Linked DNA regions of Sus scrofa: region 2 is linked to region 1. Evidence: chromatin contacts called from public Hi-C data. All regions are on one chromosome and are shown on one strand. The core of a region is the stretch at or near the end of the contact, and the rest is flanking DNA. Distances in the headings are between cores, read along the strand shown. Region 1 holds the start of GATA6 (GATA binding protein 6). Region 2 overlaps LOC106510680 (a long non-coding RNA gene).

Evidence for each region. Hi-C and Micro-C count contacts between places; a contact is called where the count stands out from the background.
Region 2: a contact with region 1 is called in a Hi-C map of omental adipose tissue, with 1.8 times the contacts expected there. The contact joins the enhancer-like site here to the promoter of GATA6 in region 1. A contact is called at or near these places in 2 of 5 promoter capture datasets (fetal skeletal muscle and liver), 12 of 47 Hi-C or Micro-C datasets (alveolar macrophages, brain, embryonic fibroblasts and 8 more) and 1 of 2 datasets of contacts at active chromatin or transcription factors (skeletal muscle).

The regions. Positions count from the first base shown.
Region 1 is chr6:107,281,204-107,285,674 of Sscrofa11.1, forward strand. GATA6 (GATA binding protein 6) reads left to right here and starts at 3,124. Exons shown (of 6, transcript NM_214328.2): 1 at 3,124-4,286. The coding sequence starts at 3,161. LOC100525229 reads right to left here and starts at 1,552. Exons shown (of 6, transcript XM_021096175.1): 1 at 1,464-1,552.
Region 2 is chr6:107,771,086-107,775,499 of Sscrofa11.1, forward strand. All of the region lies in intron 2 of LOC106510680 (a long non-coding RNA gene), which reads right to left. Among named protein-coding and RNA genes, the nearest start is that of RBBP8, 150 kb to the right of the region's middle. Within about 2 kb of position 2,261, at least 2 of the 83 cell types and tissues checked have an H3K27ac peak or open chromatin away from gene starts, as enhancers often do. A contact at or near this core is called in mesenteric adipose tissue and omental adipose tissue, where this site is marked.

The DNA of each region.
Region 1 (4,471 bases), core at 1,874-4,373:
ATACACAGGCTCACAAGTCACAGTTACATAGAAAGGAAACATTTAGCCATGACTTCTCACAATCTCTCCAAACTCTTAAATTTTATTATGTCCCTACCTACCCGGGTTCAACTCTATGCAACTCTCCCTTCCCCAACTGGAAACACACACACACACACACACACACACACACACACACGCGCGCGCACGCGCGCGCGCGCGCACACACACACACACACACACACACACAGCCCAAAGGCTTTCAGGGAGACTGACCTTTAGAAAATCATTTACTTCGATTTACCTGGAAAAAAAGTGTAAAAATCCATTCCTACAAAACAACTCCTCCTGCCCTAGTTAAAATTTTCGACAGCCTTCTGGGGTCACAGCTGTCGGAAGAAATCCTTTTTGTGAGCGTAAGGGAGCGAGACATACATCACGGCTCCTGCCGAGGACGAACCTGCGGGCCGCGCGACTCCCTGCTGACAGATCGGCGCTGATAACCCCGCGACGTTCATTTCCAGTCCCTTTGCCGGCGAAGGACCGTATCAGTTTGTACACAGTTGTGATAACCATTTGGAGGGAGCGAAGAAGGGGTGTGTATGTGAGGGTGGGGGTGGGGAAGTGGTATTTAGCCCTGGAACCAGGGAAGGTGACCCCCCTCCTCTTTCCAACGACTTATATGTGACTTACCTGAAGTTCTCCAGGGAAAGCTCAGAGCAAACAGGACACCAGAACTCGGAGAGCGCGACTGGCCTAGTAGCCCTTGTCCCTTCTGCGCACCTCGTGGACTAACCTTTACGTACACCAGGGCCCCGAATTAAAAGTTCTCAGAGATTAGCTGGGGAGTGCCGACGTGTACCTCCCGAAACTTCCCAGGAATTTAGTACCGTTTGTAAAAAGCGGAGCAGAGATAGGGAGCTAGGCGCTCTAGTTCCTTCTTTCCTACATCACAGGAGACTAGACCCCCGACGGCCACCAGGACCTGAGCCCCAAGGTCTCGAGAAGAGGTCGGGAAACATACACAACTACGGGGCAAAAAGTTCATTTAATGTGGAGGCAGCAGTGGGGGAGACCAGCGGAGGAAGGCACTTTCCCCTCACTTTCTGAGGGCTCGCTGACCCCCGAGATGGCGCGTCTCTCCCGCTGCGGAGACAGCGTTGGACTATGCATAGTCAACCCTGCCAGCGCCTCCCCCCCTTGAGTATGTGTGTAACTGGGGGAGGAGGAATGGGTGTGGGTCGCCAGCCAGGTCAGGCGTTCTGCCACCTCTGCCCCTCCCCCGGCGTCCCCGGGATCGGCGCCCCCTGGGTGGACTTGCTCTTAGTCCTAGGACCGCGCTCGCAGCTCAGCCCACACCCGCAGGCTGCGCGGGACTCATTGTCTGCCCTAGCAGCGCGCTCCCCTCCCCCGCCGCCCGCCTTCCCCTCCCCACCCTCTTTTCTCTCCTCCCCTCGTTCCCTCCTCCTCCTCCTCCTCTTCACCTCCAGCGCCCAGCTGCTCGCTGAGCGCAGTTCCGACCCACAGCCTGGCACCCTTCGGCGAGCGCTGTTTGTTTAGGGCTCGGTGAGTCCAATCAGGAGCGCAGGCTGCAGTTTTCCGGCAGAGCAGTAAGAGGCGCCTCCTCTCTCCTTTTTATTCACCAGCAGCACCGCGCAGACCCCGGACTCGCGCTCGCCGGCTGGCGCCTTCGGCCTCTCTCCACATTCGGGAGCACACTCCTCCACCGCTGTTCTCCATGCGCTGCGCCCACCCCAGGTTCGGCTGCTACCTCTCTTGCTCGAGCACCCCTCTTTCTTCCTCTGCACCCCCCACCCAACGCAGGCCCCTCGGCCTCGGCTCTCCGGCCCTCTGCGGGCCGCGATCGGCTCCAAGGGTGTCTATCTTATCCACTCCTGGCAGGCCGTGGCGGCTCCCAGGTTCCTGGATACCGCGGACTAACTTCTGGTGTCTTTTCCTCTCTCCGAAGCGCTTATCTGCGCGCACCCTTATCTCCGAGTTATCTTGGCGCAAAGGGGCGGGAGCCGGAGTCAGGCGCGCAGAGACTTCTTTCGTGCTATCTGGCCTGGGTCTGTGTGTGTATTAATTTTAGTATGGTTATCTCCGATGAGCCGAAACGATTTGGAAAAGCAGCCCCATAGAGGCCAGCTAGGCTGCGTTTGGCCTCCCTCCACCCCCTCCTAGTCTCCCTGTCATTCTTGCTGCTCTCCCTTTTGGGGTGGCTTCGTCTCCAGGGCGGTCTCAAGTCCCCCTTTCATCCCCCCCTTTTTTCCTCCGCGCTCCGCTCCACCCTGCTACGTCCATTCCGGAACCGTCTAGCCTTTCCGCGCCTGGGGATGACCGCGGGGTGGGCCGGGGTGGCCCAGCCGGCATGGCCCGGCCGGCGTGAGCGCACGCATCGGTGGCTGCGGGGGCGAGCGGTGTCTAAGGTGTGCGGCGCCACGGGGACGCGGGTTGGGCATGAGACTTCGCACTGCCTGTGCCCTGAAGGTCCGAGACTGCGGTCTCCGCCCAGGCGCCCCACCTCCCTGGGCTGGGTTGCATTTCTCTCTGGAGCTCGCGTTGCGTCTCGTCAGCGCAGTCCGGGAAGCTCTGGGAGAGCCAGTATGGGAGAACTCGGTGGTTTCGTTTTCTGGGACAGGTTGCTTTCCCTGCGCTAATGATTTTCAAGCGGGCAGCCTTCACACTGAGGCATTCCCTGCGAGGGAGCCCTCCGTACCGGGGCGTAATAAGGCAGCACCGACACGCACAGCTACTTTAACAAAAGTTCCTTTGTGTGCCATCGGCCGGGAGGGAGCCACTTCGGGGCGGAAGGAAAACCTTGGTCAGCCTCGCAGTCACCCCTGGGATCTGGCGCGCGTGTGGATGGAGGATGCTGCGAAGGAGGGTGGGAGGGGAGGGCGAGGGGACTCTGGAGGTGCGGGAGAAGGAGAGCGGGTATCCTGGTTCTGGGAGGACCTTGTGGCGGCTGAGCAGGCTCCATGCTCCTCTCTTTCCCCACCCCTAGAACCTGGGCCGAGACGGGATCTTTGAGGAATCTCATTATCTAGAGAGGGGAGTGGAAGTGAGAAGGGCAGCATGCGCTTTTGATAATTCCTTTTTATTTTTTCTCCCGACCCTGCCTCCCTCCCCACCCGGTCTCAGGAGCTAGAAGTCAGCTTGGAGCAGCGCGGGACCGTGGATGGCCTTGACTGACGGCGGCTGGTGTCTGCCAAAGCGCTTAGGGGCCGCGGCTGCGGACGCCGGCGACTCCGGAGGCTTTCCAGCGCGGGAGCCCTCTACGCCGCCTTCCCCCATCTCCTCCTCTTCCTCCTGCTGCTCACGGGGTGGGGAGCGTGGCCCCGGCGGCGCCAGCAACTGCAGGACGCCGCAGCTCGACACGGAGGCGGCGGCGGGACCCACAGCCCGCTCGCTGCTGCTCAACCCTTACGCCTCGCATCCCTTCGGGGCTCCTCACGGACCTTCGGCGCCCGGGATCTCTGCCCCCGGGGGCGCCCTGTCGAGCTGGGAGGACCTATTGCTCTTCACTGACCTCGACCAGGCCGCGACCGCCAGCAAGCTGCTGTGGTCCAGCCGCGGCGCCAAGCTGAGCCCTTTCGCACCCGAGCAGCCGGAGGAGATGTACCAGACCCTCGCAGCCCTCTCCAGCCAGGGGCCCGCCGCTTACGACGGAGCGCCCGGCGGCTTCGTGCACTCGGCGGCCGCGGCTGCAGCGGCCGCAGCGGCGGCTAGCTCCCCGGTTTACGTTCCCACCACGCGCGTGGGCTCCATGCTGCCAGGCCTACCGTACCTGCAGGGGGCGGGCAGCGGGCCCGCCAATCATGCGGGCGGCGCGGGCTCGCACCCCGGCTGGCCACAGGCCTCAGCGGATAGCCCCCCATATGGCAGCGGAGGCGGCACGGCGGGCGGCGGGGCGGCGGGGCCGGGCAGCGCAGGCTCGGCCGCGGCGCATGTCTCGGCGCGCTTCCCTTACTCGCCCAGCCCTCCCATGGCCAATGGCGCGGCTAGGGACCCCGGGGGCTACGCAGCTGCCGGCGGCGGGGGCGCGGGCGGCGTGAGCGGCGGCAGTGGCGGTGGCCTGGCGGCCATGGGCAGCCGCGAGCACCAATACAGCTCGCTATCGGCCGCGCGGCCGTTGAACGGGACGTACCATCACCATCACCATCACCACCCAAGTGCCTACTCGCCCTACGTGGGTGCGCCGCTGACGCCCGCATGGCCTGCGGGACCCTTCGAGACCCCGGTGCTGCACAGTCTACAGAGTCGCGCCGGAGCCCCGCTCCCTGTGCCTCGGGGCCCCAGCGCAGGTAAGGGTCGCGCAACCGCGCGGGGGTGGGGGCTCAAGGCGCCTAGGCCTGGCTGGACTGGGGGCGGGGGGGGGCGTTGCGGAACGCGGAGCAGCTGCTTGACTTGGGCATTCCTGTCTGAATGCCCAGAGTCTGACAGAGCTGATGTGCTGCTTCTGTTTTGCGAAGTGTCTTAGTGCCATTCC
Region 2 (4,414 bases), core at 1,011-3,510, 490 kb after region 1:
CACTAGCATGTGGAGCGGCTCCTCTGTCTTATTAAGCTCATTCTACCAGCTTCTCCAACTTCCTTCTTTATCTGGGGGGCCAACACTTGGTCACCATGTCCCCATCCTTCAAGGAGTTTTCCCCTTCTGCAAAATCTCTCTTTATTTTCTACTACCATGAGCCTCTTGGTCTCTTAAGAACCTCCAATTCTCCACCCACACCAATCCTGGGAATTCTTTTTTCACTTTGATCTTCAGAATATTTTTGTCAGTCATTTCCGTCTATCTGATTTTGCATTTTTCCTAGATAGATCTAGATAAGACTTCCACTCGTGAAAACAGAGGAAGAAATGGAAAACAAATTCTATTAGGGTCACTTATCGTCAAGATAATCACACTTTCACATCACCAAGAAAGACTGCACAATTCCCCTATGTTTTTAGACTGAAAAAGTCTTTGTCTCCTTTCCCTAGCTGAAGTTGCTCTAATTTGAGATGTACATGACTTCAGAAGGGAGATAGACATAGCCCATGCTTCCTAGAAGGAGAGGGAGGGGAAAAACCAATATTGTCACATTCATTCAATGATTTTGCAAATATTATTGGTCACTTTTGCCAAGCAGTAGGCCTAAGGAGTAAGCCAGACATGGTTCCCTGCCTTCCAGGAGCTTCTGATCTAAATCTTAGGGCTAGACAGGCTTTAAAGACTTCTTCATTCAGTGGCTCCCAAATGATCTACTAAAGATCATTAATATTCTATGCAATGTTAATTGCTGTTTCTTGGGTGCAGTGAAGGGAAGAATTGTGTTCAATGATTAAATTAAGTTTGAAATGGCAGGTTAAACAACGTTAAGCCAGTTTCCTCACTTCAGACCTTTAATATACTAACATACATGTGACTCTCTGAGGCGGAAGGGGAGGGGATGAGACACAATAAAATAATTTGTTTTCCTCAAACTTATTCAACACAAATCCTTTTTGAAGAGTATCCATTAACATCAACTATTGACAAGACATATTCCTGTAATGTTTCCAAGATCCAAGTGCAAATGCTTCTTTCTACACATGAGGAAACTAAAGTGGCCAAGAATGGTGAGGGGCAGAGCCAAGACAATACTGGGTCTCCTTATTATTCCCATCATCTTTTGACTGTTCCATACTGTTTCTACTGTCTTCTCTCATCCTCTGGCAAAACATAAAACATCAATGTTTCTTCCTTCTTCTGTCCTTCCTCTCAGGTAATTGTCATAGTACTTGTCTTTTCACTTGTTTGCTGAGTTTTTCTCTGCTGTTTATAACATTGGGTCTTAAGCTCTTATATGAAAACAGTCAGTCTTACAGACAATGAAATAATAGACAACTTGTGCTCAGTAAATGCTTGTAGCCAGAAGATAATGACAATATCCATAGACACTCTCCCCCAGCCTCATTTAGATATTCTTTCTAATAGAGACCATCCCTATCCCAGTTAAGAACCAATGCAGCATACTGTCCGCAATAATAATATCTTCCCTGCAAGGGGTTACTCTTGATATAGTGCCTTAAAAGTTCCATTTACAAGTTTTAGATTGATTTTTCCTACTTATACAAGAGATTTCATAATTATTAATAGATAAGATTCACACATGATTAAGTGCTGGACAGAATGTACAGAATATTCAGCTTCTCACATGGGACAGGTTGTATGTGAGAATTTTGTGCAACTTGGACTTCTTTGTATGTGTATCATTACAAAGTCTACATAACTACAAACTAGGTCATATGGATATGATGTTAGATTTTGGAAATTTAAGGGGGGAGAAAAAAAATTCTCCACAATCTCAATCTAAAAGATATCCATGTCCCTAACAAGCAAGTAGGGGCTACTATGCTGCCACCTTGTGGTAAGTATGCATAAGTGCCAATTAAATAAATACAGCGACCCTTTTCAGTGAATTATTACATAAGGCCTCAAAGAAGAAAATACTTGTATCAAAGCATTATTCAAAAAAATTAAACATTTTACCATTAATTAAGTAGCTATTTATATATTATATATTATTTGATGCCTTAAATTAATTTTTAGGTAATAATCAAAAAGGAAATGGTCACCACTGAGCACTTACTTACACGTGTGACCCACCCACCCTATGGAAGAATTTTCAGGCTTGTGCTGGATAAAGAAGGGAACACACATCAGTGAGCTATGAAGCAAGCTCTACTTGGTTATATTAGGAGGTGTAGCCTCAGAGAGTAACTTTAGTTGTTTGACCTCTGTGTATTACCTGCTGAGAGAACAAGGCTGATCCAGTCTTTGGGGATCTGGTAAGTTGAGATTGGCCATCTGTTTGCAGGGCGTTCCCACCATGGCTCAGTGGAAATGAATACAACTAGTATCCATCAGAATTCAGGTTCAATCCCCAGCCTTACTTAGTGGGTTGGGGATCCAGCATTGCTGCTGTGAGCTGTAGTGTAGGTCAAAGTTGTGGCTTGGATCCCAAGTTGCTGTGGCTGCAGTGTATGATGGTAGCTGTAGCTCTGATTAGACCCCTAGCCTAGGAACTCCATATGTCGCGAGTGCAGACCTAAAAAGCAAAAAAAAAAAAAAATCTGCTTGCGTGTAGTCTGATGGGCCCCATGCGAGAGCAAAATGCAAGGGGCTGAGATGTTCTACTGAGGAGAGATAACAAAGGCTATCTCCTCACTTCTTGACAACCAGCCCCCTTCCTACAGGGCAAGAGAGTCACCCAGAACCAGATCAAGACAATATCTGTCCGTTCATTCTTTTATTTAACCAGTAATTATTCATTCACCCAATAATTATTAAGCATCTACCATGTGCTGGACACTCGCTAAATGAAGGGGATAGAATGGTGAGAAATGGTCTAGTGGTTAGACACAGCCTCTGCTCTCATGGATTTCACAGAGCACTAACTAGACTTGGACAAAGTGAGGATCAATGAAAAGTGATAATTGTACATGTGCTGTCATTCTTGCCCTCCAACCACCCCTGAGGGAACTTAGGTTCTGAGAGAGAAGGGAGCAATGACACTCAAAAGAGCTAGCAAAATAAGCATTTGACACTCAAGAGACTCTCCATGTTAGAGGCTCATTGAAAGATCATAGTTAGGGGTTTATCCCACCGGACAGATGAGTTTGTAGTATCAGCTAGAAGATATAGACAAAACCCAATCAACGCCTCCAGGTACTTCAATTTTCATTGCAGAACAAGACACACATGAAAATTTAATAAACAGGAGAGATCACAAAACAGCTTACAATAAAATGCTAAAGGAATGGTATAGCAGTCAAGGACTGGATGGAGGCAGCAAATCTGTCATGAGTTGGGCCTTATAGAGGAGCAGGGGTTGGCTAGGTGGACAGGAAGGGATGGGATACAGGAAAATCACCTTAGGTGGCAGAAATATCAGGGAGCAATGGGGGTGAGATGTGACTGCTAATGTACACTGAAGACCATGGAAGGAGGTTGAGACTCCTAGGGCCTGGCTAATGAGTCCATTTTCCCAAGTATAAGTAAAAATTTACAATTTTTAGGGGTTTATCCCACCGGACAGATGAGTTTGTAGTATCAGCATAGCTGATACTGTTCTAGAAGATATAGACAAAATATCTAGAGTGAGTTCTAGTCTGAGTTTCTCCTGCGTTCCCTCCAAGGCTTTGAGGCAGATCTAGCTAGCCAGGTGAGCAGGAAATTGTCACCAAATAATAAGATCATCCAATTAGAGCCAGAAATGGGTGGAAAAAGGCAAAGATCTATTTCCATTAAGTCTCCTGGCTTGTCTCCCCTGTCAAGGCTTCTGGTCTTGACCTGAAGGAAGAGCCTGCCTTTTCTCTTCAGGAAGCAAGTTCTGGACATCTGTCACATCAGAAGGGGGATGACAGCTTCTGGGAGAAGCTCTCAGAGTAGAAACCATAGGGCCTATATCTCGGCTGAGGCGTGACCAAATCTGCAGTAAGGAAGAGAGCTGAGAAAGATCCATGAAGTTCCCAGGACACTCACACATTCAGAGGCACCTGGAAAACCAACTCATCAACATCATCCACCTTCCTAACCTTCTGTGGGTATCTCCTGAGTTCCTGTCCGCTCACTCTTAAGTAACCCGCACATTAGCAAGCTTCCCTCTGTTCATTCCTTGTTATCTGAGTCACATCAGGTTAAGGTGTATTCCTTTGCACTCCATTATTCAATATCTACATTTTGAGAATTCAAACTTACAAAAGTATTTGTTAGTCTATAAATCCTTAGTCTTGACATATGGTCAATTACAGCTTTAAGTTATAGGATAGGGATCTGCAAACTACAGCCTATGGGCCAAATCCGACCTGCTGCCTATTTTTATGAATAAGGCTTGATTGGAATGCAACAATGCCCATCATTCTGTGACAATAGTCTATGGATATCCAAGGATGTTTCCATACTACAATGGCAGATTTGA